Linked DNA regions of Sus scrofa: region 2 is linked to region 1. The links are chromatin contacts, called in public Hi-C maps. All regions are on one chromosome and are shown on one strand. Each heading gives the region's core, a stretch centred on a gene start, on an enhancer-like site or on the middle of the called end of the contact. The rest is flanking DNA. Distances are from core to core; before and after follow the strand shown. Region 1 has its middle 7.8 kb from the start of NR3C1. Region 2 has its middle 180 kb from the start of NR3C1.

Region 1 (3,046 bases), core at 420-2,919:
TGTTTCTTTGGTAGAGATTGTTTCAATCTGCTCCATTTCTAGGTGGAACCTCTCAGCTCATTTTGAGAACCTACATTTCCATTTTGGTGCCAATACCTTATTTCTTTATTAGGTCACACTGGGCTTTATTTTATCCTAAGTTAGAAATGGTGGAGTTAAAAGATCAAAACATCCTGGTGTAGGGATCCCTTAACAAGATATGACCATGTTTCACAGCAAACTAGGGAATGTTAGAAAGGACATTTGTTACCACTTTTTAATGGGATGTCTGTATTAGCCAATCATATTTTCTCTAGCCCCTTGTTTTTCAGTATAAGACCTGCATCTGACATACTGTTCTGTCATTTACTTAACTGAATGGGCTGAGGCCAGTCATTCTGTTCTTCTATGCTTTGTTTTTCTACCTGTAAAGAAGCTTAATATCTACCCCCCAACAATCTCACAGGAATCTGTAAGTCACAGAGGATCATGCATACAAAAGTAGTTTTTAAACACCAAGCTTGGGAGAACAGGGAGGGATATGCAGAATTTTGCGTCACTAATTCACCACAACCAAAGTAATGACTAATTTTATCAGACATTGTCATGACCTCTCTTAGCGCATTCTCCGCATAATCAGTGAAATAGGGGTCATCAGTGGAATGGGTGGTCTGAGGGTTTCAGCAGAGGAGTGGCAACGGAGAAGTGTGTGGAGCCAGCTGTGCCCACTTGGGGAGCTAATGGTTACATTTTCCGGAATTCTGGTAAGTCAGTCATTAATCATGGCCAAGATTAACAACTAAATTATTTAGAAATGTATAATGAAATAAAATAATCCTTTAAAAACAAAAGTAATGAATGCTCCACACTTTACTTCTTAGTTATTTTACGACTAGCTATGTTTTCAGGTTACTTCTGTCTGCGCTGTATACCAGCTCTCCTACATAACGATAATGATGGGACACATCTTTCCCCCACTCTGCATTCGAAGATGTCATTTCAGCAGTTTGAAACCAGTCGTGGTGGAGTATTTACACCACAGAAGTTGGAAAACCATGTAAATCAGAGCTTGATTCATTTTGCCGATTGTCTAAACCTAAGAAAGTGAGAGAATTTAACAGTAAAGATTGAATTGCAAAGTGTGTTCGTTTATGATCACGAAAAAATGGAGGAATAGTTTTCCAGCACGTGAAAACTATTATCGGATCAACAAAGAAGCACTCATGGCATTAACAAAGTGCAGTCCACGTGTCCACCTTTTTGTTTCACTTTCATCTCCTTCATTAATTAAAAAAAAAAAAAAATCAACCATGGTTCATGTTTGAACTTCAGTGGCATGAGCAACTTCTTTGCCAAATTGAATATTAACCAAACATGATCTGCTTTTGCCAAACACAATTGAATTGCAGCTGTAGGTTGATTATAGATATTAGAGTTTGGCAAAAATCAATCAAGCCATTCAGTGAAAATCAGTGGGATTTATTGTAAAGTGTTGTATATTTTATTATTTTTTGGTGAATAATGTTCTCTGCATTCTTTCTATCAGTAAAATGTGCAATAGATGGATACAGAGATACTCCCTCCCGGCTCTTGTTAAACATTTATCCGCAGTCTGACTAAGGACGGGCTCTCATTTACTACAGGAAAGCTCATTCCACAAGCAGTCTGGAGCCTGGGTGTTAAGAGCTAAGACCGAAAGCAGGAGGGGGCGGGGCGGGGAAGGTGGAGATTTGGCCTGGGCAGGTGGCAGTGGAGGTGGGAGGCTATGGTGGGACAGGAGAAGCGTTTTGGAGGCCAAGGAAGGCAAATTAGCCATGTAGCAGCTCCCTGGAAGAGATGGACTTTCAGGAACAGCCTGTGCTAAGGGAAGACCTGCTGGCGGAGGCTGAGAAGGCGCCATGGTTGGGGGAAGTGAGGGCACAGAAAGCTGTCCCTAAGGGATGGAGTTGGGAGCAGCATGTGGAAGGAGATAAGGAAGCAGAGGCAGCTCTAGAGCTCAAGTCCGTCTCTTTGAAGCACATGGAGACAGCTAGGCTTGATGGCCTTGCCCTGGGAGAGGGGAGAGGGAACCCCCAAAACTGGTAACATGTCATGACAAACTCAAATACTCAGACATTTTCTTACTCATCTAGAACTTATTTTTATTTTTTTCTTAATTTTTAGTTATTTATTTTTTTAGGGCTGCACCCTCTCCATATGGAAGTTCCCAGGCTAGGGGTGGAATGGGAGCTGCAGCTGCTGGCCTACACCGAAGCCACAACCATGTGGGATCCAAGCTGCATCGGCAACCTATACTTTAGCTCAGGGCAACATGGAATCCTCAACCCACCAAGCGAGGCCAGGGATCAAACCCTCATCCTTGTGGATGTTAGTTGGTTCGTTACCGCTGATCCAGGATAGGAACTCCTCATCTAGAACTTTTAAGATTTTTGCCCACATAGGAGTTCCCATCGTGTCGCAGCGGAGACGAATCCAACTAGGAACCATGAGGTTGCCGGTTAGATCTCTGGTCTCGCTCAGTGGGTTAAAGATCCCGAGTTGCCATGAGCTGTGGTGTAGGTTGCAGATGCGGCTGGAATCTGGCGTTGCTTTGGCTGTGGGGTAGGCCAGCAGCTGTACCTCTGATTAGACTCCTAGGCTGGGAACCTCCATGTGCCGCGGGTGCGGCCCTAAAAAGACAAAAATATAATAATAATAATTTTTTTTTTTGCCCATGTAGAGGGAGCAATTGTTCATCCCAATCCCAATCTACAGTAGATTTTTTTCGCTCATTTTCATTGTAAAACTCTTTCACTCAGTCCCCTTGTGCTGCACAGATATTCGTTTTTACTTCCCAGGATCTCGTTATTCTTTGCCATGTCATAAAAGAGGGCCTCTACTATAACCCAGCAAACTTCTGGCTACCACGGCCCTCCCTGCTTCCTCCCTAACCACCTACAACGTATAGTCTGCCACACAGGTTGTCGTTTTCAGCTTTAACATTTTAGAAGAGAGGTTGATAAATCTTATGGAATTTTTAAAATAGTACATGTTTTGTGTGTGTGTGTGTGTGTGAGAGAGAGAGAGA
Region 2 (2,836 bases), core at 131-2,630, 170 kb after region 1:
CGCTTTACTTACTGCTTACTATTCAATATTGGACTTTGAGTCTGGAATGTGGTTTGAAGAAAAATATTTTCTTCTTAACAGATTGTCCTTGGGCAATGAAGAATGTCAACAAAGCTAAGAAAAAGCTTTATCTGCAGTTATCTGCCTCAGCAGAGGTGTTTGTTTTTATATCTCTCTAGCTTCATATGTTGCTTTAGGTGAAAATGATAGTGATTAATTTCAGGCACTGCTGACTTTGACGGAGCAATAGGTTTGCAAGATTCCTGAGAGGCTTGTCTTCCTGGCTGTAAAGGGGAAATGGGGATGTGTTAGAGGTTCTGAGCCTTTCTGAGAGGGATGGATGCTCGCTGATGTTTGGCGAGCCCTTCTCGAGCACCTAGTATGTGCGCTAGGCACTGTTAGGCGTGGGTAGTATCGGTAGTGCAAAGGTCATTGATCCCAGAGTGTTAAGACCAGGCTTTGATTCCCAGCTCTACAGCTGACTAGCTGCGTGTCACTTAGCTTTTTGGAGCCTTGATTCTGTCTGTAAAATGGATACACACTCTGCATGTGCAGTTTGTACAAAATGACTTTACAAGCTTTCTTAGGACAAAAAGCATAAAGAGCCATGTATGCATGAAGTGGAATTCTTGTAGCATTTGAGCCATCCTTTCTTGGCATTATTCACACAGACTTTACCGTGCGGCTTGGGGCCAGCACAGGGCCTGGCATATTCTTGGAAGTGGGGAGAGAGGGAGGAGGGGCAGAAGAACTCACAGCTCCTTGGCCTGGGCATTTCAGTTTCAGTTCTTCCAGAGCAAAGGTCTGCGATAAGGGTAAACGAACTGGGAGGCAGGTGCTGAGTTAGGTCTGCGCTGACTCATCCCAGGCCAGGCCTGGGCACTAATCCACCTTCTCCTGCCTACTGACCACTGAACCTTTGAGATGATTGCATTTCAAAGCTATAGTCTTCAAAAACTGCGCTCATGTCTCCCCACTCTGCCCACTGCACCAGGCTACTCTGAAGATCAAGTAAGATAGTTGATGTGTCTGTGATACAAACAAGATGTCTGCTTATCTCTATCTTTATTTTCATCTGCTCCCTTTTCAACAAAAGGCTTAAAGGGAGGTCTTATATTATTTTATGGTGTGGTTAGGGTCCTGTTCTCTTGTGAACATGAGCGACTACCTGTGGAAAGTTAAAAACAAGACAAAAATAACTTTCTAAACCCTTTTAGGGGAAAGATCACAGTAAAAATGATGAGAGGTGAGTTAAGAATATTGTTGTGAAAGGGGGAGAAGGGAACTCATGATCAGTAGCCAGCAAGGAGGGTAGGAAGGACAGGCGATGCATGATTAGGAGTCCTTGGTTGATGGTCGAGCTGATCAGAGCAAACCCCGGTTGCTATAGCAACAGACCCATCTTCCCTGGGGGGAGACAGCTGGTCCATCAGAGGCAGGTCCTGCTCTCTTCCTTCAGCTTCGGCATTTACTGGGCAAGGATCTCTGCTTGGCCATGACCTGAACTGCACCCTGGTCCGGTGTGTGAGCCTCCACAGTAGGGTCTTCTTTACGGATCAACAGGGCAAGGCCAGGTGTACAAACAAGTGATGTTTGCAGGCCGAGGAAACAGGGAGTTGGGGGCACTGGACAAGCTCAAGAACAACTACCTGAGCTAAAGGTAGCAGCTGCTCCAGTTAAATAAAGCCATTCTGGACTATGATCCAGTTCTTCAGATCATTCAACAGATAAAGAAAAGCAAGACATCTGGATTTCAAAGGTAAAATCTGGTTTTAAATGTTAGAAATATTGTGTGGGGCCAAGAAACTCTCTCTGTGATGTACTTGTTTGCAGTCTCCAGCTTAAACCATCATAGGTACCACAAACACTCTTATAGTTTTTTATGTGGATTTCTCATAAGAACCACTCAAGCTTATGTACTCTCTACCATCTCAGAGCACACAGTCCTTTTCCTTCTTAGAATAGCTGCAGTACACATGGAGGGGACACAGGCACTGTAGTGCAGTGTTTGTGAGCTTGGACTCTGGAGTTGGACAGTTCTGGGCTTGAATTCTGCTTTATTTCTTCCCAGCAGTGTGACCACAGATCAGACACTTAAACTTTCTGGGCCAAGGCTTTCTAATCTGACATGGAGCTAATTACATTTTGTTCTTCAAAGGGGTATTGTAAGGATTAATTGAAATATAGGTGTTCCCATTGTGGCTCAGTGGTAACGTACCTGACTAGCATCCATGAGGATGCAGGTTCGATCCCTGGCCTTGCTCAGTGGGTTAAGGATCCAGCATTGCTGTGAGCTGTGGTCTAAGTCACAGACATGGCTCAGATCTGGCACTGCTGTGGCTGTGGTGTAGGCGGACAGCTGTAGCTCCAATTCGACCCCTAACCTGGGAACCTCCATATGTCTTGGGTGTGGCCCCAAAAAGACAAAAAAAAAAAAAAAAGAAAGAAATATATATAAACTACTTGGAGCCATGCCTGGCATAGAAGTGAATGCTGACTAAATGTGAAATATCCTCATTGCTAATAATAGCAAGCTGTTGAATAGTTTTTCAAGAATTTTAATTTAATCTCACCAAACATTCTTGAAAGCAGTAGTTCTCACTCAAACTTCTAGTTTTATATCCTTCTGAGCGATGGGCCCAACCTAGGTCCTCAAATGCTGGTTTATCACCACCACCCCATCATCATCATCATCACTAATATTACCATTTATCATCATCTCCACCATCACAACTGTCACCATCAGCATCACTGTAACTGTCACCGTGAGCATCATATAATCACCATTATCACTGCCAACATCACCTCCATCACAACTGTCACCATCAGCATCATC

Evidence for each region. Hi-C and Micro-C count contacts between places; a contact is called where the count stands out from the background.
Region 2: a Hi-C map of liver shows a contact between it and region 1, with 5 times the contacts expected there. The contact joins two enhancer-like sites. A contact is called at or near these places in 3 of 47 Hi-C or Micro-C datasets (embryonic fibroblasts, liver and skeletal muscle) and 1 of 2 datasets of contacts at active chromatin or transcription factors (alveolar macrophages).

The regions. Positions count from the first base shown.
Region 1 is chr2:144,935,957-144,939,002 of Sscrofa11.1, forward strand. It overlaps a transcript of NR3C1 not described here. Among named protein-coding and RNA genes, the nearest start is that of NR3C1, 7.8 kb to the left of the region's middle. Within about 2 kb of position 1,670, at least 8 of the 83 cell types and tissues checked have an H3K27ac peak or open chromatin away from gene starts, as enhancers often do. A contact at or near this core is called in liver, where this site is marked.
Region 2 is chr2:145,108,376-145,111,211 of Sscrofa11.1, forward strand. No RefSeq gene overlaps it. Among named protein-coding and RNA genes, the nearest start is that of NR3C1, 180 kb to the left of the region's middle. Within about 2 kb of position 1,381, at least 10 of the 83 cell types and tissues checked have an H3K27ac peak or open chromatin away from gene starts, as enhancers often do. A contact at or near this core is called in liver, where this site is marked.